Regions from separate parts of the Mus musculus genome. Here all the other regions are linked to region 5. Evidence: chromatin contacts called from public HiChIP or PLAC-seq data. All regions are on one chromosome and are shown on one strand. The core of a region is the stretch at or near the end of the contact, and the rest is flanking DNA. Distances in the headings are between cores, read along the strand shown.

Evidence for each region. HiChIP or PLAC-seq counts read pairs in DNA pulled down with a chosen protein or histone mark.
Region 1: an H3K27ac HiChIP or PLAC-seq map of differentiating embryonic stem cells shows a contact between it and region 5, with 5 times the contacts expected there. The contact joins the promoter of 2610307P16Rik here to the enhancer-like site in region 5. A contact is called at or near these places in 1 of 15 datasets of contacts at CTCF or cohesin (large pre-B cells), 7 of 484 Hi-C or Micro-C datasets (B cells, embryonic stem cells, nephron progenitors and 2 more), 10 of 115 datasets of contacts at active chromatin or transcription factors (astrocytes, craniofacial prominence, differentiating embryonic stem cells and 6 more) and 2 of 9 other capture datasets (embryonic stem cells and embryonic tail).
Region 2: a contact with region 5 is called in an H3K27ac HiChIP or PLAC-seq map of T-cell acute lymphoblastic leukemia, with 4 times the contacts expected there. The contact joins two enhancer-like sites. A contact is called at or near these places in 1 of 15 datasets of contacts at CTCF or cohesin (large pre-B cells), 1 of 484 Hi-C or Micro-C datasets (the HPC-7 cell line) and 3 of 115 datasets of contacts at active chromatin or transcription factors (the SCID.adh cell line, T-cell acute lymphoblastic leukemia and differentiating embryonic stem cells).
Region 3: an H3K27ac HiChIP or PLAC-seq map of T-cell acute lymphoblastic leukemia shows a contact between it and region 5, with 6 times the contacts expected there. The contact joins two enhancer-like sites. A contact is called at or near these places in 2 of 484 Hi-C or Micro-C datasets (embryonic fibroblasts and uterus) and 2 of 115 datasets of contacts at active chromatin or transcription factors (T-cell acute lymphoblastic leukemia and large pre-B cells).
Region 4: a CTCF HiChIP or PLAC-seq map of large pre-B cells shows a contact between it and region 5, with 10 times the contacts expected there. The contact joins two enhancer-like sites. A contact is called at or near these places in 1 of 15 datasets of contacts at CTCF or cohesin (large pre-B cells), 2 of 115 datasets of contacts at active chromatin or transcription factors (T-cell acute lymphoblastic leukemia and embryonic stem cells) and 1 of 9 other capture datasets (embryonic tail).
Region 6: an SMC1A HiChIP or PLAC-seq map of large pre-B cells shows a contact between it and region 5, with 3 times the contacts expected there. The contact joins two enhancer-like sites. A contact is called at or near these places in 1 of 15 datasets of contacts at CTCF or cohesin (large pre-B cells), 1 of 484 Hi-C or Micro-C datasets (liver), 1 of 115 datasets of contacts at active chromatin or transcription factors (differentiating embryonic stem cells) and 1 of 9 other capture datasets (embryonic tail).

The regions. Positions count from the first base shown.
Region 1 is chr13:28,883,298-28,887,145 of GRCm38.p6, forward strand. 2610307P16Rik (RIKEN cDNA 2610307P16 gene) reads right to left here and starts at 2,125. Exons shown (of 8, transcript NR_045054.1): 1 at 1,847-2,125; 2 at 18-280.
Region 2 is chr13:28,831,326-28,835,462 of GRCm38.p6, forward strand. The region is part of intron 2 of 2610307P16Rik (RIKEN cDNA 2610307P16 gene); the gene reads right to left. Among named protein-coding and RNA genes, the nearest start is that of 2610307P16Rik, 52 kb to the right of the region's middle. Within about 2 kb of position 2,191, at least 55 of the 459 cell types and tissues checked have an H3K27ac peak or open chromatin away from gene starts, as enhancers often do.
Region 3 is chr13:28,755,850-28,760,198 of GRCm38.p6, forward strand. The region is part of intron 3 of 2610307P16Rik (RIKEN cDNA 2610307P16 gene); the gene reads right to left. Among named protein-coding and RNA genes, the nearest start is that of Mir6368, 47 kb to the left of the region's middle. Within about 2 kb of position 1,787, at least 286 of the 459 cell types and tissues checked have an H3K27ac peak or open chromatin away from gene starts, as enhancers often do.
Region 4 is chr13:28,669,808-28,673,602 of GRCm38.p6, forward strand. It overlaps 2610307P16Rik (RIKEN cDNA 2610307P16 gene), which reads right to left. Exons shown (of 8, transcript NR_045054.1): 4 at 1-187. Among named protein-coding and RNA genes, the nearest start is that of Mir6368, 39 kb to the right of the region's middle. Within about 2 kb of position 2,029, at least 15 of the 459 cell types and tissues checked have an H3K27ac peak or open chromatin away from gene starts, as enhancers often do.
Region 5 is chr13:29,601,149-29,605,218 of GRCm38.p6, forward strand. All of the region lies in intron 9 of Cdkal1 (CDK5 regulatory subunit associated protein 1-like 1), which reads right to left. Among named protein-coding and RNA genes, the nearest start is that of Cdkal1, 250 kb to the right of the region's middle. Within about 2 kb of position 1,468, at least 12 of the 459 cell types and tissues checked have an H3K27ac peak or open chromatin away from gene starts, as enhancers often do.
Region 6 is chr13:28,853,547-28,857,472 of GRCm38.p6, forward strand. The region is part of intron 2 of 2610307P16Rik (RIKEN cDNA 2610307P16 gene); the gene reads right to left. Among named protein-coding and RNA genes, the nearest start is that of 2610307P16Rik, 30 kb to the right of the region's middle. Within about 2 kb of position 2,580, at least 9 of the 459 cell types and tissues checked have an H3K27ac peak or open chromatin away from gene starts, as enhancers often do.

The sequences.
Region 1 (3,848 bases), core at 875-3,374, 720 kb before region 5:
GTGTCTAAGAAACATACCTTCTACAAGTAGAGAATTCTCGGGCATCACACTCCAATAATCCACATAAGGAAAGCCTTGTCGAAAATCCCAGCAATTTAACTGAAGAAACTCTAAATGAAGAAGTTGATGCTACTTTGTCCAGTGCTAACTTGCAGCGGTCCTGGCATCTTCATGCTAGCGGCTGGTAGGTATATATCCAGTAAGAGAAATTCGAAGGCATTTCAGTAGAAGTACTCCTGCTAAGTGGGTGACATGACTCTTGGAGTCGCTGGTATGACACCTATACAATTAGAATGTATTAAGGTTAGTTGTCGGGACAGTCTATACACTCCCTCCCTAAAAGAATAACTGTCGTCTTAATTCCTTTCAGTCTTTGACATAAAGATTCAAAGCTCCCCGGCTCTGGCACCTTGCAGAATGCTAACTCTCAGAAGTTAATGCATTGTTTGGATGCTTCCTAGAGTCACCCGCAGTAGGATGAGTTCTGTGTTTGACTTGTCTTGTTAAAAAGTGTCTCCAGGAGCTTGAAGAACACCTCCAGCATTTGGAAACACAGAAGAGGGTGGAGAAGGTGATAAATTACCTTGGTATTTGGACGGAGCCCACAAACATACCTGAAGACCATGAGCCGGGTTTTGTGTTGCAGAATCAAGATAAAGTCATATTTAAAGGCATCCGACAGATAAAGCCAACCTCTGTCCTTTGGACCCTAACTTAGATCTCTAAGTTATCTTTTTTTGTTGTTGTTGTTTAATGAACGCAAGTGGCTGGTAGAGATAAACAACTTTTGGAACGAAGTAGAAAAACAGCAAAAGATAGTTCATATAAAGTGAAGATATTGACTTACTGAGCAAGAACCAATGCAGAAGCATTCCGAAGTTAGGGGACTTGGGAAACAAAGTTAGGAAGCCGCCCTTCACCGCTATCTGGAGGGAACCTCGCTGCTTCCCCGCTGAACAGAGACGAAAAGCCGCCGCTCTTTTGGGCGGGTGTGGCCGATAGAAACAAAAGGTTAAAACACAAAAGGCGGGGCGGAGGGCTAGGTCAGGGGAGCTCGGCAGGCTCGTGGTTCCCTTCCTATTCAGACTGGCTGAGATAGGCCCGGGGGTCGCCAACACCTAAGAGAGGATGGATCCCGACGAGGACAGCAATAGGTCATTCTGGGTGGGTCATTAAACTGAACCAAACCACGGAGGTGAGGGGAGCGGACTCTTAACTAATGGTCCAGGCCCCATCAGCTTCATCTGCGCAGCTCTTGACAGTCTGGAACCTGTGGCTTCCTCAACTGGACCCCAGCCCCCAAAAACTTCCCGGACTCCTATTAATTTGCTGGAACTCCCTTACCACCCAAACCCTGTCTACATTCTATTGTTGCACGCTTCGTGTCTCCAGAGCGCTCCAGAGACAGTGAAGTTTGAAAACGCGTGAGGAAATGACCCCCACCTCTGCATCTTTCTTTTTTTGTGACCAAAGTCAGAGCTTATGTGTGGGTGAGCCTGATCTAATTCCCATTCTTATCAGAACGTTTTCCTCCAATCTACACACAACCGGGGAAAAGCGAGGCAGTATCCAGTTTGGATGCCCTTCTTCTTAGCCCCTCACCACCCCTAAAGAAGAAGCACAAGAGATGAAGGCGTTTAAAATAAACAAAACAATCTGTGCGAGAGTTTAAAAGAACAAAAGAAAAGGAGAACCGGGAAAAGAGATACAATTAAAAAATAATAATAAAAGACAAGAAACAGAAAGAAACAGTCAAACTTGGCTGCTAGATCTATGACTTTGCCCTCGGAAGGGCTGGGAGCAGGGGGACCTGAGGGAAGCAGGACAAACAGGACAAGTCACTCACCTTCTCCCTCCACTTCGTCGCACTTTGAAGGGACATTGTTTCCATTGTTGCAGCCTGCGAGGCGCTAGGATACTTTTGCGCAGCCTGACAGCGGAGAAAGTCGCGTTGACAAAGTTGCGAGAAAGAGATACTCGGGCGTCCAGGGAGCTGGAGAAGGAGTTCATCAGAGTTTCCCCTTTTGTTCCAAGTCCCAGAGCAGACAAAGAGGCGGAGAGCCGCGGCAGGTTTCTCCCTCTCACCCCTTCCTCCTCTCTCCCTCCCCTCCCTCCCCGCCCCCTCCCTCTCCCCGCATCTCCCGCCCGACTCTAAGCCTTGGTGCGCAGCTCCGGCTGCTCTGTCCCCAAGACCAGCAACTCAGTCCCGACCCTCTCTCCTTCCATCTCCCCGAAAACTTTGCCCAGAAGATGCGGGTCTTGGTCCCTTCTCACACCCTTTGAACACCCAGCTTCCAGTCCGCGCTCTCACGCCCGGGGAAATCTCCAAACTCATTGTTTCCGGGAGATGCACCTCTTTGTTTGCACTTTCCCTGCCAATCAGGGAGAGGAGCGGTTCACTTTGGCAATGAGTTTCTGCCATTTCTCAGCATCCCAAGAGATGTAATATGAAGGAGCCAGTCAACCCTTTAAGGTAAGAGGTACAATCATAGGTAGGGCTCACAGATGCCTCTCCATCCATGACCCTCCATCCTATGTACCCTCTTCCAACCAACAGCCTGGAAGAATTCAAAGAAGTTCTAAGTGATGGAAAAGTCTCTTCTCCCTCCCTCATCAGTGCCCACACAGGACCCTAGGGGAAAACCCTCAAATCTGCATGGCAGAGGCCACTAAGTATCCCACAGGGACCTACACCTTGCCCTTGTAGGTTACCTGTTGCTGCTGGTACTATGCCACTCATGGGGGGTGGGGGGGGGCCTGAACAGAGACCACCGGCTCAAACCTCAGAGAACTTCCTCTTATCTCCAACTATATTAACAAGACTCTCAGGTTAACATGGCTCCTTCCCAAACCTACTGTTCCTTCCTAGTTCCCTTCCTTTCACAGCTACAGGGTCTTCCTCCTTCACTTCTAACTCCCCATCCTCTTCCCTCCCCCACCTTCTGGTCCTGGGCAAGCCAGGTGTCTTCCTTGTCTGGGAGTCTCTCAGTCTTTCTTAGAGCCTTCTGAAAATCATCCATCAGTTCCAGAACTGGGGTCCCCACTTTACACCGCAGCATTCAGCTCTCATCCCAACATGGTTTCCCCCCACCCCAGGAACTCAAAGCTGCACCAATTTCCTTTCTAGATCTCACCAGAATAGAAGAAAAGCAGGAAGGTGGGAGAAGGTAGAGGGACACGCAGCCTTTTATATTCAGTCTTCAGGGCAAAGGGGGTTTAAAAAAAAACACTCAAACATTCCAAAGCAAATATTCAACCTCCTGCTGGTGTCCACGCACCTTATATACTCTTTCTCCAAATCTAGACAGGGAAGACCCAATGAGTTGTTAAATGTGAGGGTAAAGAGATGGGGTGAAAGGGGGCATAGGGAGCTGTATTCCTGGCTAGGATTAAAGATGCGAAGAGGGGGTAGGAAGGGAACCTTGCTGGGTCTGGAATGTCATGGGTGTGGATCATAACAAGCACCCTTCCAGTGCTTGCCAAGTCTCTCCCCTAGGGGAGAACAAAGACTCTGTGAGAGGGCTTCCGTTCTGATCTCCTGGGGTCTGCACTGGGCCCAGTGTTCCTCTGTCAGACTGCCAGAGCGCGCACTCCGCTAGCTGTCTGAAACTTTGTAACCAACTTCCTCCGAATTAGCGCTCAAGGTTTGCTGGCCCAAAGAAACCTAGACAATAACATCCCAGAAACAGAGATGCGCTCTCCAAGGTCGGTCCTCCAACCTTGCTAGGTGCCGGTTCCCACCCGAATGCTGGACTGCCCTCTGCCAAAAGGCAAGCAGAGCACACTCAATCCATTAGTTCCTTTAAAAGCAGTTTCTTAAGTTGAGGACCCTGCTGGGTCTGGAATGT
Region 2 (4,137 bases), core at 941-3,440, 770 kb before region 5:
TTAATGGCAGGAGTTCAGATTCAAGGTCAGAATGGGAAACATAGTTTGTATTTACCAAGCCCCTGTTTCAACATCCAAAATAAGAAAATGCCTGGGATATAACTCAGTGGATCAGTGCTCGCCCACCACGTGCTAGGCCCTCACTCAATCCCCAACACCAGGGGGAAATCTGATTGAAATGTAAACACAAAACAAAAACATGTCCTAGAATCAGTAAATAAATCCAAGAGCTGCCATGTATGAACAGCACTACTTTAAAGAAAATGGGAAATGCAAATAAAGATAGAAATAACTATGTGCTTAATCATTATTAAGCAAACTAAGATTAACATACAATTCTACAGTAAAATGTTAATTTAGGGGGCTGGGTTTTTTTTTGTTTTGTTGTTTTGTGTGGATTTCTCTGTGTAGCCTGGTTGTGTGTATGTGTGTACACTCTCACAAGTGGATGTGCGGAAATAAATATGCAAAGTAACACTCACAAAAAGACTCAGTATGCATGAGGTTTTATAGCCTACTATTTCAAGTTTCAAAGACCAATTTCACACTGTTATCAACTGCTGCAGATAATTTAAAACTAAAAAGCAAACCTCTACAAAGACACAACATAATTTATTCCTGCCCAGAAAAACAATATAAAACAAAAGCACAGATGAAGTTCACTCCGTACAATCATGGGAGATGGAGATGGTGAGACTGAGACCTGAGACCTGAGACCAGTAGAGAGATGTGATCTAAGTATGAATGTGTTACCCCATGCTTTGGGATTCTATTCCGTTCAGTTCAGTTCTGTTCCATTGGCTCACTTTTATCCTGGAGAGTGTAGAAGGGTAAGACTGTGCCTTTGCCCCTGAGTTGCCTGGTAACCATCATTTGAGATTATGAGAAGGTCTTTTTAAAAGTACACACAAGGGGAACGCCAGGGCCAAAAAATGGGAATAGGTGGGTAGGGGAGTGGGGGGTGGGGTGTGGAGGACTTTTGGGATAGCATTGGAAATGTAATTGAGGAAAATACGTAATAAAAAAAAAGTACACACAAACATACATACATATACACATATATAGTTATGCACGTGTGTTTATGTATACAAAAACTTATAAAAATGTGTATAACACACACACACACACACACACACACACACACCCCAAATCACTATCTGTACATCTTAAGCTCTCCTAAGTCTGCCTTTCCTTACTGTAGTTGGGATATGTGGATTAAGTGGACACATTCAGTATCATCCACTATACACAGCAGCTTCTCTGCTGTATACTGCCCTACTTTCGTAAGTCTGGAACATGTATTTGGTCCCAAAGCCTTTGATAAAATGCTTTGCCACGATTCAATATTTTAAATGTAAATAAACCACTGCATCATGTATTGATTTTATTTCAGATACCGTTTCTCTGATACCTTAAGAAGAATAAAGTCTATATTACATGCCATTCTCTTAAAGATCATTTTCTTGGAGAGGAAAACATTGTCAAAAGTATGATGGATTTTCTTCTGATGGATGGGGGAGTTGGGGGTGAGGGGACTCACAGGGTAGCAACCGCTGTCACTAATCAACACAGCCACAGCCTGAGGATTGAAAGGAACAGTAAGGGGACAGTGTAGCTTGCCATTCTATGATCCTAACAAGGTGTGTACTGGCAAAGCCAAGCCGGAAAAAAATAACCCTGCGACTCATAACCTGGTGTCTGCCTCCTTTTGGCATCTTAAGTTTAGATTCCATAAATACTCTGAATTCTACTTTCTCCGTGGCAGGATTACTTAATTTAAAGCTATACACACCATCCGTGCCTCTGCTGACTCTACAGGTTATAAAACTAAGGCCCAAGAGATTACCGATTTCTTCAACCGACTGCTAGCAGATCCCCGAGACACAATTTGTCATGGCTATGATGGCACCTGGAACTTTGTATTTGCTTCAAGAGGTCTTCTGCATTAGACCGGCAGGAGGCAAGCAACTGATAAAAAGATCCACAAATCCTTCTGCTTCAGAACAGAGCCACCCCCACCCAACAGGCAAGATCTGGACCCTCACTTTCTTTAATCAGAATTATGTGGGGTTTAAGCCAGGATAAAAAGATGTTCAGTTCCATTCTTTATGGGTTTCTGGGGGACCAACACAGGGGTGGGAATCACAGACGGCTGTCACCAGATCTGCCTCACACGCAGGCAGGAAGCAGGGTGGCAGTTAGAAGACAGGAAGACTGGGGGTGAGCAGAAACTTCCCACGGTGCCTGGAGAGATGAACAAGCTGTTCTCTCAGCATTCTTTTGGACCCAAGTGACTTGGTTCCTGGGCTCCCAGAGAAATGTGTGCCCTCCATAAGGAAGTCTCCACCTGCTTGGGAGAGATCACTACTCAACTGGCAAGATAAAAAGGAATGGTAGCTTTACCACCTACATTTCTACTCTAGCAATTAGTAAACTGAAAACAAGGGCTCAACAATCATCTGAGTTAATATTATTATTGCTATTGTGGTTGTTAGGAATGTAGAGCTTTAACACCTGACACTGACATTGATGGGGAATGTCAACTGGTACAGCCACTGTGGACATCAGTATGGCTCTTCCACATGGCTACAAACAGAGCTAGCTACCTTATGATCTGGCTGTACCACTCCTGGTATATATTCAAAGGAATCTTCCACTGGGACACTTGCATCTTCATGTTTATTGCAAGACTATTCACAATAGGCAAGATCAGGAACCCGCACTGATGCTGACTGGTGGATATATATGTGCAGTGCAATTTTATTGAATTGTAAAGAACCAAAATGAAACTGTAGCATTTACACAACTGGAGATCATTGTGTAACAGAAATATACCAGACGCAGAAAGATGAAGGGGGTCCATTCTCACATGTGCACATGTGCAGAATCTAGTTTGCTTTGTGTATGTGTGTGGGTGTGGGGGGTGGGGGGGGAGGGAGGGAGAGAGAGAAGGAAAGAGAGATGAAAGTAGAAAGGTCACTACAAAATGGGAGGAAAATGGCTAAAGGGAGGAAGGAGGAGAACAAAGGGATGGCTAATGGAGAAAGATAAAATGCCTCACTTTCGCTCATATATGTAGTCTATATTTAAGCATAACACATATGGCATGAATGCAAAGAAGGAACTATTTGGGAAGAACAAAGGGATGACCAAGAAAGGGGGTGAATGGAAGTGGCATGTGAGGGGATAGGAGCAAGATGCAACTACGTGTGTGTGTGTGTGTGTGTGTGTGTGTGTGTGTGTGTGTGTGTGTGAAAATGAAACCTATTATTTTGCATATTTACCAAATTTTAACTTAAAAGCTTAAAGAAAAGAAAACTGAGAACAAAAGCTATGAGCCAGACCTTGAGCCAGCCTATCAGAACTCCAACATCTTGGTTAGGTTTCCTGTATTACTGCTAATATTTGTAAGGAATTTAGAGAACAGTGTATTAGAAAAACAAAAACTGAAAAAGCTTATCCAGAAATGCTATTCTGTGCCATATAGAAATATTTAAGTTGTGTCTTTTTAATACATCTCCCTAAAACTAATAATATATACTATTTAAATTTAGCAAGTTAATAGTGAATTACTCTAAAATATCATTAATGCTGATTTACACACAAATACATGCATGCACACACCAAAAGAATTCTGTAGAACTTCCTGGAAATTATAGTAGTTTTCCCATGAAAAGAGGGAGAAAAGTCTTTGCCATCATTGAATAAAATCTGTGTCGTAGATTTTCATCCTAGATAGCTCTGCTGTTTCTCATGCCGTAACCATGCCTTCTCCATTACTGAAGTGCATGAGGCAACACAATTTCCATCAACTTTTGTCAGAATGTAGGATCTGTTGACCCATGGGCCTGCTACACTGAGTCTGCTCCGCTTGCTAACACAGTTTTCAGTCATCCTAATTATCCACTGTGTATAGGTACCAGCTCTGTTCTGTGGTAAGACCTGCCCACTGTGAAAGCCGTTGCCACAATAAGGAAGGATATGAAGATGTATGAAGAAGAAAGGATAAAGCAAAGAGATGAAGGGAGAAACTCATCATCAAGAGACATCAGAGGAAGGAGGAGGAGCAAACTGGGCCACTCTCCACTCCGGCATGACAGTCAGGAAGTTCATTCAGGGAAAGAGAACCGTCAACAG
Region 3 (4,349 bases), core at 537-3,036, 840 kb before region 5:
TTAAGGTACCCACAAAATGCAGTGCACACACTGTGAAATTAATCACTGAAGTGACAGCTCTGGTCTGGAGAGAGAGAACTCAGCTGGTTAAGTGCTTTCTATGCAAACATGAAGACCTGAGTTCTATCCCAACTCACAAGAACAAAGCCAGGCATGGTGACAGGCCTCTGGAATTCTAGTGGCCAGGAAAAGGAGACAGGAGGATCCCTAGAGCTGGCTCTCCAGCTAATCTTGCTGAAGCAATGAGCTCCAGTTCACTGTCCCATGTTCAGTGGAACCACTACCTCAAAAATAAAGTGGAGGGGACTGCAGAGTAAAGAGACTGCCCTGGGGCTAAGAGCACGCAATGTGCCTGCAGAGACTGAGTTTTGTTCCCAGCACCTATGTCTGGTAGTTCATAAGTGCCTAACGACCACTCCAGGGAATCTGACATCTCTGGCCTCTGTGAGCACTGCACTTAAGAATACAAACTCATGCTCATGCATACACATCTATACATAATATAAAATAAATAAAAATGAATATTAAATCTAAAAAGTAATAATAATTAAAGAAGACACCAATAATAACCAGTCTCTGGCCTGTATGTACACTCGCATACACATGACCCCATACACATGCATACACACCATATACCACACACACAAAACAATAACAATAATAAGTAACCTCTATTACTAATAAGTAATGTAGACCAGAGTTGGAAGAGCCTGTGTTTAGCATACACAAGGCCCTGGGTTCTCCAAAAACAAAAACAAATAAATGTTATTAATTGGCCTTTTAAGTTCTACCATCCCAGGGCCCCAGACTCTGTGTCATGCTTTCATGCAAGAGCGTGAGAGTTACTTTGCTTCCTACAATACAGCTGAGGATGCTTTCTCGAGTTGTTCAAGCAAATACAAGCCACACATGGGGTATTAACAGAAAGAAAATATTGAAGGGGGATAACAGAACTGGTTAACCATGCCCTAAGGCCTCTACCACTAGTGAATTTTAGAGACATCTTAACTCACTACTCATAAATGTCCCTGAAAAAAAAAATATTCTCTCACGTTAAGTGGAGGAAGAGACACAGGTCAGGTTTAATAGAAGGCCAAGGGAAAGGGTCAACGCAAGAGCAAGAGTTCACAGTAAAGCCAGAGCAGAGGGGGGCCAGGCACAGCCTTTCGGATCTCAGACAAGACAGGGGAAGCCCTTCCCTCTGCAGCCTTCTCCTTTGCATCCGCCCTCACCTTCAGGTCTGAAGTAAACCTGAGCCAGGAGCCTCCTGGTGCAAGCAACCCTCTCAGAACTTAACAGTCTCAGGTTTTAAGCAACTCTTAGAGCCTCAAGGTCAGCTAGGGTACACACACACACACACACACACACACAAAGAGGAAAATAGGTCGGGAAACAAGAAAAAAGGAAACAAGTCACTTGGCAAACCAACCTCCACGGAGAATTAGCTTCTGAAAATCTTCTGAGCAAACAATTCACACCATAAAACAGCTGCTGCTTGCCATCTGCGGGTCCTAATCAACACACGCACATACACACACACACACACACACACACACACACACACACACACACATATATACTTCTGCCCAGTGGTACCCTGGCTCCTAGCTATTTCCTGTCCCCTTCAACCTCCTAAGCAATTCTTGGTCAAAAAAACGAAGTCACAAACTTACAGGCACTGACAGTGTTTTCCTAGGGTAGATTCTGTCCAAGACGTTATGACAGTAACAGAAAAAGAGCAAGCAGGCCTTCAAGTCCTGACGTCTGCTCACCACTTTCAAAAACTGGCTCCTGACCTTATTCTCACTTGGGTCCTTCAGGTCCAGTCGGTGAACTCTGGACCTTTACTGGACCAGATCAAATCATTTCTAGAACCACTGTACCACATTTTATTTAGTCTTTCTGTTCCTCTCCCCCAGCCTCAAACGAATGACTCTGTGCCAAAAAAAAAAAAGCGGGAGGGGGGAGAGAAAGAAAAAGTTGCTGTTTGAGAGAGTATCAGCATGCTTGATTCATGCCAAAGTTTACAGCATAGTTCTATCCTGAGCCACAGCGAGGATGGGCCGTTGTGGGGGAGGGAAATGGAGCCAGGCAGCTGTTTTTTCAATAAACTCTAGCAGAATCCCGCCCACTTCCTGCACTGGCTTCAGGGACCCCAGCAGAGAGGAGGAGGAGGCAGCCAGCGAGATCTTCCTCCTCCAAGACTCAGGCTACTGCCTCCCTGGCTCGGACCCTCCTGATCCACCCCTGAACCTCAGGAGGGCAGCCAGAGGGTTTGTCCCAGCTCCTTTGGATGTTTATTTCTGGTCTCCAACTCCCAGGAGAGTTTCACCTCCTCTCTCCCTAATCTTAGCCCTCCCCACGCTCCACCCTCCCCCGCCCGTGTATCCTAGCTCTGAGGCACACCAGGCATGACTGCAAAAGCAGGGAAGGGAAGGGAGTGCGTTTCTCATCCCACACCTTCCAAGAATATGCTGGCCTTCCCTCTCTGCAGCTGTGGTCATCAGTCCCTCGGCTCCTCAAGCCAGCCTTTCCTCAGGCAAAGCCTCTGAGTTCAGTTTCTTTTCTGGAGTGGGAAGGGAGGGCAGGAACATGAGAAGGCACGGAAAAGCTGCTGCGCCCACCAAGACCAAGCAAGCGGCTCAGTCAGCCCTAAAGCTTTAATTTGTTAACTTAGAAACCCCTGGGGCATTGCAATCAAAGGAGGGCTCCACCCAGCAACACCTCTGATTACTTTTTTCCCTTCTAGTGGGCAAGTAAAGAAGAGGGGAAATTAGGACAACCGTGTGCAAAACAGAACTACTCCATAACACGGACTTGGCTCTCACAAGGTCCAGATTACGGACTCAACACCTCCATGCCTGTCCAAATGGAAAGAGAAAATACTCAGGGTGCAACCTAGATCCAGCTGCCCAGACAGCCTGCCAACCAGAGCATCAGTAAACCCCAAATTGCTGCTCAGGCCCCAGATGGCTTTTTCATTCCTTCTTTCTTTTTAAAGTTCTTTAGGGTTTTCTAGTTCATACTGGTAAACTGACTCTTTCATATCCTGGTTTTAATATGCGCGAATCAATAAGCAACAAACCCTTGGTGTGAAAGGGTCTGGTATAAGCATAGAAGTTTATACACAGTGACTGTGCAAGAAAATCAATCTTTCTTTTAAAAAGTCTCAGATCTTTCATAAATGACTCAACAGTAACCAAAGAATGAAAATGATTATGTCATAGTTCTGTTAATGATTGAAATATAAATTAAAAAAAAAAATCAGGCTCGAGGAGATGGCTCCGTCCATAAAGTCCTTACTGAGCAAGGGCAAATATGATGTCCTCAGTCTGATCTCCAACACCCACATGAAAGACAGGCACAGCTGTGTGCTCCAGAAATCCAAGAGCTGGGGAAAGGAAGGTGGGAGGGCCCCAGGGCTCCCTAGCCAGCTAGCCTGGCTCAACTGGTGAGTTTGGGCTCCCAAGAAAAATCCTGTCTCAAAAAAGAAAAGGTGGGAAGCAACTAACAAAAACATTACTTTGACCTTTGACCCCAGGCACATGAATATAATCACCTACTCCCCGCCTCTCCCTCCCCCTCCCCTCTCTTCCCCCCCTCACCACACACACACACACACACTACATGAGTTGGCACATAACCAACCCTAGGTCACCCTGTATTTCCAAATAGAGAAATAGAGATCTCATATAGCCTAACTCACTGACTTCCATTTAAGTCAAACAAAAAAGGCTGAACTGTTTCAAAAGGCATGAAACACCAAAAGATAGGCAGTCTTTTATGATTTGGCCTAATATATCAATCACAATTGTTGGCATCAAAAATGGTATTTCTCAAAAAATATAGTCTCAAATAGATGATGCATACCCTTGCTACATACAACTCAGGTCCCACTGCACCCCCACCCCCACCGTGTATAACACTCAGAAACACTGTCTTTTCTCAAGCTAAAAGAAGTTAAGACCCAATAATGACAACTCAGAATTCCAAAGTACTGCTGCGCTCTAAATGAAGAATCTGATTTTCAACCTCTTATCTCCCTTCTTCATTCCTAGGACCAATGAAGCACAAAAGGAGGGTAGGACAAACAAGAATTTAAATAGAAGACCTATTCAGACTCCAGCCTTCTACTCTGAGGTCTAGGCCGAGGCTTCAAGAGCTGAGCCAATGAATCCGTAAAATGGACCATTCCAGTACAGAGGCTAATTAACCTCTACTTTCCTTTTGATGGCAGAAGTTAGTCAAGGTGTGGGAAACAGGAAGTAGATTTACAGTAACAGTCTTGGATGGCCAGCTACCTGAGTTCTTCCCAGTCCCTCCAAGGTCACTATCCTGGACCTGCTTAC
Region 4 (3,795 bases), core at 779-3,278, 930 kb before region 5:
CAGAACGTATCTTCCCAAATAAGGGTCCTCAGCTATTTGGGAGGCAAGCCTTATACAGCAAACCATTGATAAAAATTCAGGATCTGGGACCTTCTATATCAGATATGTTCAGTGCATTGACCCACTTGGATGTGACTTCAATTAGTGCAGCCGACATGAGTGTTAAGCCAGTGTTAGGCCATCAACCCTGTGGAGTAAAAAGATAACTGATGGGACATCCTAACATACCACTGGTTCACAAAGAGCTAGAAGTCAAAACTTACCACCAAACTTAAAGGAAAACACCAGAAGCTATTCTGTTTGCCAGGATCGTGCCTCTACCCATTTCTACACACTGTGGGCATTAATAAAAAAACACCCTCCATAGTCTAAGCCCCTAAGTTTTCTTATTAAAGGAAGGAAACACCTTTGTTTGTGACCAGTTTGTATGTTTGGGTAGATTTCTCACTTGAGACACAACTGGTCTTGTTTTGGGAGAGTCTTTTTATTTATCAAAACTGTGTTCTCTGTACTTTTAACCACAGTTGAAAACCCCTCAGCTGCAAAGATAAGAACATCATCTGCCTGGCTTTTGCCAGGAAAATACCCACAGAGGGAGGGTAGACGAGCAACAGAAACCGTCTCAGGCAGGTTCAACTCAACTTGGTTATCAGCTCTGTCCTTCCCAAGAGCCTGCAGTTTCATCAGTCTGGCAAATGGCTGGGTCCCAGTAGGTGGGACATACTAGCATGATGGTCTCCCAGGCACTAGATGAGACTGGGGACCCTCAGGAGGAGTCTACTCCGGGCATCTCATTCTCCAGGAAGATGTTGTAACAAATGCTCAGACTGGATAAAGAAGTGATACATTTTAGACAAAAGGCGACAGGGTGTGGGGCTTAAGTAGAAGAAGGCGTTAGAGAAGTCTCTCAATTGCTTTTCAACGGAATGGCCACTTCAAGGGTTAGGGCCAACAATGGCAGAGAACAGAGATCTGAAAAACAATGTCAAGACACATCTTTGACACATTGTTTGACAGCTGTGATCACAGGCTGAAGATAAAACTCTCTTTTAAATAATAACCATTGTAGTACATTTTAATAGAATAATAAAACTAAAATATCCTTTTAATAAAAGGATGCACTACCATCTCTTTTAAGTATTTTTTTTTAATGATCATTGACTTTAAAGAGCTTTCTAATAAGATTATCTGTCCTAGAATGTAGAGCAAAGAGATCTCGGACTACATAGAAATGAACTGAGCTCGGCTGAACTTGCAACACAAAACAGTCCTACCCTAACAGTCCTAAGAAGCCCACAGAAAAGATAAGTCCCTGGACTTTCCCGGTGTGTCAAGGAAACACAGTAAGAACAATGCCGGACTGGAGAGACGTCTCAACTGCTAATGGCACCTGTCAGTAAGCCTGGGCTACATCCCCAAGAGCTAAGTAAGGGAAGAAAATATCAGCTCCCATAAATTGTCCTTTGACCCCCACGCCTCCCCTGTGGTACACATGCTCATACACATACGCAATACATAAATAAAATGTATATATTACAACATCTTACCCTGAATGTAAAAGTGAGCACACACACACTCAGTCCTGCTAACCAACACTATATTTTGCTAAAGTGGATATAACATGTCTTAACAGAGTTACCTCCCCATGCACACCCCACCCACACAGCCTCGGTTCCCCGGTGACTTCAGCTTCACCTGTGGTGTGAATTGCTATTTGGATGACAGGTTTCTTAGAACTTAAATCACACTCGGGCTGTTTTGCCTTCAGCGTTGACACAGTGCAAATGGAAAGAAACCGGTCTTGGTAAACATGGCCCTGACCACCATGGGAGGTCAGGAGAATGTTGATCCTAGACCCCAAGAACAAGGCAACGTATGCCACAGACACGGTGTCTGTCAGACTTGAAGTATCTGGAGCCTCGGAGCACCCTACCCCGGCTCTGCATTCCCAAGCCACTGAACTGTGAAGGCCAGGAAGACGCCGTTAGCTAAAAATGGAGGCAGACAGCTGCGTGTCGGTCTGTGACATGATCTTTTCAAAATCCCAAGGGCTCATGCTACCTAAAACAGCCAAGAGGACAACCTCCTCCCCTTCTATTTTATCCTCCCCTCCCTCTTCCTTCTCCACCTTCTTTCACTCCTCCCCTCCCGCCTCTCACTCTTCCTTCTCTTCCTCCTCCTCCTCCTCCCTACTATCCTCCTTTTAATGTAATACCAGCAAACCACATTCCAGGTCAGAAAAAGTCCCCATGACCACCTGAAAAGCTCCGCCATATTTGATCTCCAAAATTAAAAGGCAGGAAGTTAGAAGTAGTAGTTAAATGCTAGAGTTCTGTCTGAAAACCGGAAATCAATGCAGGACACAGACCAAAAGAAAGACAATTTATTTAATGGCTTTTAGAGGGCTGCCTTTTGTTAAATACTGATTTACATATAGGTCAAAAAACACAATCACTAATGGTAACAGAAGACAACCTATGTCTTACATTATCTTTTCAGCCATTTGTATGGACAAGAGAGTCGAGAAATTGTAAAGCCTGCCTGGAGCTGGGTTAAGAAATAACTGACCATGGGGAAAATAGTGAAGTCTCTAAAAGAGACATAGAGCAAGAAGTGCAGTCAGCAGAATGTCACCAAATTACACCCTTCATCTGCCTTGCCTTTAAAATGCATGCCCTTCAGACACACATGCAGCCAGCACACAGCACAGCCAGGAAGAAAACACTCCACAACCAAAATGACAGCCTAGGAGTTTGTGGCATTTATAAATGATGGTTGGAGATTCGGGTTTCATTTTTCTGTCTAAACAAAAGATCCATGGAAATGATCCTCTGACACATACAAGTGCACACACACACACACACACACACACACACACACACACACGGTTTATTAGCCAGGCATCAAGAATGCAATCCCCAGCACTATGGAGGCTAAGGCAGGAGGATTGCTGCAAGTCGGAGTTCAGCCTGAGATACTCAGCAAGGACCATCAAGAGTCAGGCCAGTCACAGTTACAGAGACCTTATGTCAAAAATTTGAAAAGAGATTTATAAACAAAGTGACTCTGAATCCAAAACAGCAAGCAAAGAGACCAACTAAGTCCAAAGTCCCTTCTACCAGTCACTGCTTGTCCACAGGGAAATCAGAAGCCGGTTTCGTTGATTTTCCAGGAAATGGCTCATTCCCATAGTAAATTCTTCACTGAACTGTGAACCACATATGCTCAGTTTCAATTAGGATGTAGCAGTCTTCCAACACAAATGTTTCTTTGGTTGGGTTTTGGAGACAGGGTCTCACTATGGATTCTGGAATAGCCTGGGACTTACTAACTAGTCCAGGTTGGCCTCACACGTCTAGTAACTCCTCAGGCCTCCCCTGTGCTTGGATTATGGTCAATTACCACCACACCCAACTTTGAATCCCAAACTTTGAAAGAAGTTTGGGGGACAGAGAGGTAAGAAGAAAACCCTAACAGATACCCAAACCAAGATGGCATTAGGACAGAAGGAAAGACTATTTTTCACTCAGATTTATATGAAAATCAAACTGGAAATAAGGGACCTATCTATACCTGAGGTACCAATACGAACTCTATCACCCATTCAGAACAGTGTTTGTGGAAGGCTATTATGGACTGTGAATGGATATTTTATATCAGTGTTGTATACATACAAACATACATATAAACAAACAAACATACATATATACACACATACATACAAACATACATATTTGTTTTACCACTATGTCAATGATTTGAAAATTATATGGGGAAGTAAAATAAACATCTCTC
Region 5 (4,070 bases), core at 218-2,717:
GGAACACTAAGAAATGAACACATGTCATAAACAGGTGCTCGGGGATCATACTATGATACAGCTGAAGAAGCAGGATCAGGGCCAGTCTGGGTATGGCACAGTGAGTTCTTGACACAGGGGTCAGCCCCAGGGAAGCCAGTTCAAGCTGGTCTGCATACTGGCTAGATAGATCCAGTTCAGTCAGTTGACCCTGAGGCCACCTGAGGATTGTGGGACAAGGGGAGTAAGAGAGTAAAGGGAAGGGAGGATTCCAGATACACCTTCAAGGCAGCAGGCTACAAGTTCCCCAGGTCTTTGTCAAGGTTTTAGATTGCAGGGCTGTGGACAAGACTGTTTGGTCAGGGTAAGAATCACTACCCTATTTAAACACTGGGAATAACTTTAGACAAATTTTACAAATTGCTTAAGAACCTATTTTTGTTCTCCATTTAACAACATAGCCTGCAGTAAAGCTTAACTAGCTGCACTGGTCTTGGGATCACATGGCTGCTCAGGCCATAGGTACACCTGATACTATGGCACCCACAGCAGCCACACCCTCATGTTCTGAACACAGCTGTAGGAGGCTAAATTTGTGCTTCATCACTTTATCTCCCAGTACCTTGCACATGTCCTATGTTCAGTAAATGTGTTCCCTGACCTGAGTGCATTGAACTTACTAAACTCACAGAGCTAACATACCATTCTAGTTTGCTTTCTGTTGCTCAGATAAAACACTGACCCAAGTAGCTTGGAGAGGAAAGAGTTTATTTGGTTTTGGCTTTGGCTTCCAATTTCAGGTCATAATCCATCATTACCAAAGTCAGGGCAGGAGTTTAAGCCAGAACTGAAGGAGAAATCATGAGGAATGCTGCATCCTGGCTTGCTCCCAGGCTCAGATTCTACTAGTTTTCCTATAGAGCCTAGGGGATGCCACCACCAACAATGGGCTTGACATCATTCACATGAGCTCAGTCCTCTTACATAAATTCGCTATAAGAAAAAGACCCCACAAACATATCCATGGGCCAATTGATGGTAGCAATCCCTCAACTGAGGTTCTATCTTCTCAGGTGTGTCAAGCTGACTACTGAAATTAGCTATCACACGGGTCCCAGTGAAACTTTTAGAATGGGAACAAATACTGCTTATGAGACCACAGTAACATGGGCATTTCAGATATTACCATGTATGAATTCTGACACTAGAAAATAACTTCCAGTCAGATTTTGTGCTTTCATTAAATCTAGGCCAACAAAGAAACAGCAAAAGCAAACTAAAGGCAGGAATACTACAATTCAGGCACATTTCCACAAACATGAGACCAGACATGTCCAGGGTGATGTGCACAATACTAAACCCTCATATCCAGTGTTTGAAGCATCAGATATCATATATCACTGTGAAGTTCTGCTCCATCCCCTAGAGCAGCACAATGACAGAGGTGTGTCACTCACAGGCCACACCCACTCTTTTCCTGTAATGCACTTTCAGCCTCCAGGGACAGTTCCAGCTGATGGAACAACTTCAAAGGGAAAATGTTATTACTGACATTCTACACAGATGAGGAAACTGAAGCTCAGAAAATGGAAGGGATTTTACAAGAGCATGAATCCAGGAAGCAACATAATTCAAATTCAAAGCAGACCTACCTGACTGTAAAATGTACAGACTTAGCCGGGTATATGTGGCACACACCTGTAATGCCAGCACCCAGAATGTCAAGGCAGGAAGACTGCTTCGCATTGGCCTTAGCTCCCCAGTGAGACGCACAAATGGACTTTTCTTCTTTTTAGAGACCTATTTCCTACATGCTAAAAATAAAAACTAGAAAATGAAACAATATCACTAAGCTTAATTAGAAGCATGAGATCTCTCACCAATCTATAAACATTTCCATTTTTTGCTAGACCATTTTTTTATATAAGAGATTGTTTCTATTACAGGCCTTCAAGACAGCTCAATGGATATGGGGGAATACTGCCTGACCTTACAGCCCAAGTTCCATTTCTAGGACCATATCATGGGAGAAAGACAAGATGCCCTCTGACCTCCACATGAGTGTGCCTGTGCCAGCACACACCCCACATCCTCCCCCAAAGCCCCCAACACCTCACACCCTCACAAGCATACACACCCTACCCTGTCCCTACCCACCATATATGTCCACAACCCTCAAACCCCACAAATCACATAGAATCCACACACTCACAAACCCCATACACACCCACGTACACCACACACGTTAAATAAATATGTATATATTACAAAAACAAAAGTCTGGGCTGGACAACTCAGCAGTTAGGTGCTAAGTGCAGTTGCAGAAGACTGAGGTTCCATTCCCACAACCATGACTGCAGTTTCAGGGGATCCAATGACTTCTTGTGACCTTGGAGGACAACAGGCACACATGCCGTACATGGGCACACACATAAAACATTTTTTTTTAGTCTAAGAAACGACTGCTACAGCTTTCTGTTTGCTTTTCCCTTCCAGGGCAACTCTACCCTCAGGTAGCAGTGGCCCCCAGAGCCATCTGCCTGCCATGTTGGTAGTAAGAAACAGAGACTTGGCCTCCTCATTTGTCTGACAACATCTGTACAAAAAGTAGACACATATTTCCTGTCCCAAGTGGAAAGATCTGCTACTCATAATGGCAGAGACTTTTCCAATCGCCAGTCTAGCTCTGCCAGTTTTAAACCCCAGGTTCTTAAATTTAGCAGCAGCCCACCGGTGTGTTCTGATCCCGAGTCGGCCCCAAGCCGCAGCAGCAGCTGGTAAAACGGAATGCTAATTCATTACAGATGGTAGAACACAGCCTACATTTAATTTATTTACATTTTCAGAAATTTTGGATCTGCAGTGAAGATGTCAGATTATTTTAACAAGTAAGTTTAGCCTTTTTTCAATTTGGTCAATGCTCAATAAAAAAATTAATGTTTATATGTTAAAAATTCTTTCAACAAGCCCAATTAGGCCTCTATTCCCACAGTTTGTATTTTATAAGCTATTTAGCTGGTGAGCCTTTTCTGAATGTCTTATTACAAGCAAAGTTGGAACAAAATTAGGCCTAAACGTTTGCAACAGAACCCTTTCTCACAAGGCATGTTGCTGCCTTTGTGTTCTCTAGCCCTGCCATTCCGGGGAGACTAAGAGTTTAATAAATTGTAAGATTATTAAATATCTCTAGAGACCCCTCCCCTTTTTCATCACTTAAGGCAATGGCGACCAAAATACCAAATCACTTGCTTAATTTTGAATAGCCAAGTACACAGAGAAAGAGTGGCCAACACTCAAAGGCTGATGCGGCGCTGCTGCCCTCTCCTGGACTCGGTGATCCTAACCCCTCCCCACTGCCTAGGAACAGTGAAACTGAGATGTGGAAGTCAAACACTAGGTCAGGTTCAAAGTTTTCCTGAAATTTTTGAACTTAATTTTATTAAATCAAATGTGTGTGTCGCTCTCTCTCTCTCTCTCTCACACACACACACGAGAGAGAGAGAGAGAGAGAGAGAGAGAGAGAGAGAGAGAGAGAGAGAGAGAGAGTATTAAGAGGTCAGAAAGGTTCTCCATGAATCTCCCACTTACTGAGAGAGCTAGGGAGCATTGATTTTCAAAGTCTTAGACTGTCATCCCAATTTCTCAGGGTATATTTTACACGAACCACCACCCACCCCACCCCCATCTCTGCCGCCACTTCAGCTCTTTTCCCTGTCATACCAAGATAGGTCATGTTCCTGGACCCTAGCTTGGCTAAGCTTATCAGAGTGTTCCATCACCTCTGAAATCATTCTCCCATCAACTAAGAGGTTGCTCTCCAATAATTCAAATCTTGCTTTCTACTTCCTTGTTCTGTTTCATCAAGAAACAAAGCAGCTCACTCTAGAACAAAATTAAAATGAAAATACCTTTCCTCTATATAATTTTGTTTCCTAGTATGTCATTCCAAATCTTTAACTACTTGGGGACACCCAAAGCTAGTTTATAGGGGCTTTAGTTATGTACCTGGAAACTCCCTCTAGCCTCAGTAATTAACCTCTACTCCAAGCCCAGCACCCTTCAATCCAGTCTAGATACAATTATACATAACA
Region 6 (3,926 bases), core at 1,330-3,829, 750 kb before region 5:
GTTTACCAAGTTCTGGTATAGTGCAATGCCATGAACCTTTTTATGGTAAGCTCTCCTTTTGAAAGCATAACTCTACTAGTACTGCACTGTTCATTAAGGATTGCAAAAATGCTCTATGGCTCTATGCCAACGCACACCTGCTGGAATAGCTTCTGTAGAGAAGTTTCTCCTGCACTTTTGGGTTGTTCGAACAACCAAGTTACACGGAGCAACGAGGATAAGTATGGTTTGTTTCACTTTGTTTGCGTTTTCCAACCTAATAGTCGAGCTCCTTACAGAGGGTAAACCTGACCCTCAGGTTCTTCTTGCTGTCCAGGCAGCCTCTAGAAGATGAACTGTGGCTTCTAAGGCAAGGCACGCCATCATTGAAGACTTGGAAATCATGGAAGACAGGACTCTGGGATGCGGAAGCAGCTCTGTGGTTGAGTGCATGTTTAGCGTGGCCCAGAGTCCTGTCATAGCACTTGAAAAACCAAAATAGCTGCAAGAATCACAGGACTGTGGCCTGTCTTCCAGATAAACCATTCTGGAAATCTCAGGGGTCAGGAAGACCCTGTTCTCTCCTACCACAGAGGACTTTCAGATCCTATCTTTCTCACATTCCCCTTAGTTCCTATTGATCCTTCCAACCCCATTTTACAATCTGCTCTCTTTGGGAGGCTTTCTCAGTCCCCCAAACGGGGGTCACCCCTACATGTCTCATGCTCCCGTGCTTCTGAGCACTCACCCCAGTCTGTAACTATACACAGCTGTAAAGGCAGCTGGGTTCTTAACCCCCTCACTCACAAACTGCTAGCTTGCTGGAACAGTTAGTCGCCAGGTCTGTTTGGGCACAATGACTCAGACCCAGATCTGAGCTCCGTGCCAGGCACATCACAGCTTCCTGGTGTGCAATTACACACTGAAACAAAGAGTGAATGGGTACCTCTGTATTTTGTTGCTGACGCTGTTTGTTTACTCCCTTTCTCCCAAGGGGTATTTACCGACCAGACCAGAACGGTAGACGGTAGACGTGTCCAGCAACATGCTAGATACTGGGGATTTTGAACTAATGATAATCTAATCTAGCAGGTGGGAACGCAAACAGATAGTGCCAAGACTGTTTACAGGCCTGTCCTCCAGGGAAGGCAAAGAGTGACCCTGAGCCTGTGCTGGCAGGCACATCTGAGTTAGATACAGCACAATGCTCTGCTTGGTGAGAAGCAGTGGAAGAAGGTCTTTTTTTGACGAAGCTGGGCCCCACCACAGAGCAAAGGAAACAGCACTTTTTAAAGACAATCACTTCAGCCAGACCAGGTGATGCAGCCTGTCATTTCAGCTACTATAGAGGCTGAGGTAAAAAGATGCCAAATATACATGAGCTACAGAGACCAGCCTGAGCAAATGAATACTTCATCCATAATAAAAAATATAAAAAGAGAGCTGGGGGGGGGCTAATCCCCATGATAGAATACCTATTTAGCTTATGCGCAGCTCAGGGACTGGAAAAGAAGACAGTCATTTCAACTCAAGACAAGTTTGTTTGTTTGTTTAATGTTTTTATTTCTTTGTTTTTGTTTTGCAGAGGGGTTGGTTTGGCTGGTTTGCTTTTTGCTTTTTTTTTTTTTTTTTTTTTTTGAGATAGGGTTTCCCCACATAGCCCTGGCTGTCCTGAAACTGACTATGTAGACCAGGATAACCTTGAACTGACTATAGCTTAAATGATAGAGTTATGTGCCTCAATGCTTGATGAAGCTACCACTGACAAGCCTCAGACCATGAATTTATACTCACAATTAAGGAACTGAGACAAAGGGAAGGCAACGACAGATTCACAGTTACCTCAGGTTCTTGGTCTTGGATCCAACCAACCGGGAGTTAAAAATAGTTCAGAAAAACATGGGGCTATGAAACGTGTACTGACTCTTTTCTTACCATCCATCTCTAAATGCTACAGTGATGCTATTGCTTAGCTAATAGTTTTATACTGTGTTGTACATGGTAAGTTATAGAGAAATGATTGAAAGCATAGGAGATAATTTTCTGGGGCAGAGATTCTTAACCTGTGGGTTGTGACCCCTTTGGAGACCACATATAAGATATCCTACACCACAGCTACTTACATTATGATTCATAAGAGTAGCAGAATTACAGTTATGAGAGAGAAACAAATTAATTTCATGGTTACCACAACATGAGGAACTGTATTAAAGGGTCACAGCATTAGAAAAGTTAAGAACCAGGGGCTGGAGGGATGGCTCAACAGTTAAGAGCACTGACTGCTGCTCTTCCAGAGGTCCTGAGTTCAATTCCCAGCAACCACATGATGGCTCACAACCATCTATATATAACAGGATCCAACTCCCTCTTCTAGTGTCTCTGAAGAGAGTAAAAGGGTACTCACATACATAAAATAAATAAGTCTTTAGAAAAAGAAAAGAAATGTTAAGAACCACTGGTCTAGGGTCTGTGCAAACATTATACCATTTCACTCAAGGGCCCTGAGAATTCATGGGGTTCGGTATCTCTGGTCAGTGCTTTCATGAGGCTACAGAGACCATTTACCACACACTGGTTCATTGAGAGATTCAGAATAAATACAACTGCTGAGTCTCCATCCATCACCTGAAGCAGCAGCATAAGCTATTGTGTAGAACCGGTCAATCCATCAACCTGAGTATTCGTCTTGCATAAATGTAACTACAAAACCAGGAATAAATTGAGTAAAACAGTTCTCCAATCTGTTTTTCTAGGGCACTTAAGTTATGCGTTGGTTATTTTCCTGGTGCTGTGACCAATTACCTGACAAGAGGCAACACAAGCAGCTGGTGAGAGGAGGGGGAAATGGGATCCCCAGAGTAAGCTAGCTAGCTCTGCTAGCCAATAATGAGCTACGGGTTCCAGTGTGAGACACTGCCTCCATACATAAGGTAGAGAAGAATAGATCCCTCATCTCCACATGCATCACATACATGGATGTACACCTGCACACAAACAGCAGTTTAAAGGAAAAAGAATTCATCCTGGTTCAGGGTTTAAGGGAACACAATTTATCATTTCAGGAAGGCGGAGGGTAGAGCAACAGGTGGCTCCATGGCCACCAGCAACTTGCTCACACATCTGTAGATCAGGAAACAGGAAGCCCTAGTAGGAAGCAAGGCTGGGTTACAATCCACTTCCTCCATCCAGATACCACCTCCAAAGAGTTCCACAACATCTAGAAACAGCACAGCCAGACGGGACCCAAGAATGGATATGTTTTATTCATACTCGTATCCCTACTTTTTAATCTCAGTCTCTAGCAAAAACTAGCAACTCAATGATCAAGGAATAAATGAACGTGTGGTGTGTGGGGTTGAAAAGCCTTTAACATTATGTAAGCCATGTCGAAAACAGATGTTTGACCACAGATGAATGGCTCAGCCTTGGACACTTCTCAGTGACATGAGGAAAACCTTCACAGGCACGTTACTGTCTTAAACAGTCATCTATGATGTTACTTTAAAGCAAACGTGCCAGACAGGGTCACACACACCTGTAATCTCATCACATAAGCACCTGGGGAGTATTGACAGGAAGATGGCTTAAAGTTTAAAGCCAGTCTTAGGTAGAGTGGAAGGAAACCTGTCTCAGTAAAACAAGCAACCAAGCATAGATACTCAAATTCATCTGTCTACGTGAAAACACAATGAGATTCCACTACTTATCCAAGAGAGTGACTAAAACGTAAAAATTAACGCTATCAAGTATGAGCAAAGCTGTGGTAACACATGGAACTGCCACAGAGACTGGGGGAAGTGTAAATTGGTACAGGCACTTTTGGAAAACTATTTGGCAGCATCTACTAAAGTTTAATATATGCTCTCTGTCCCAGCAACTCCATCTCATAATAGGAACGCACACATATGTTCAGTAAGAGACATTCCACAACGATGTTGGAGAGTGCA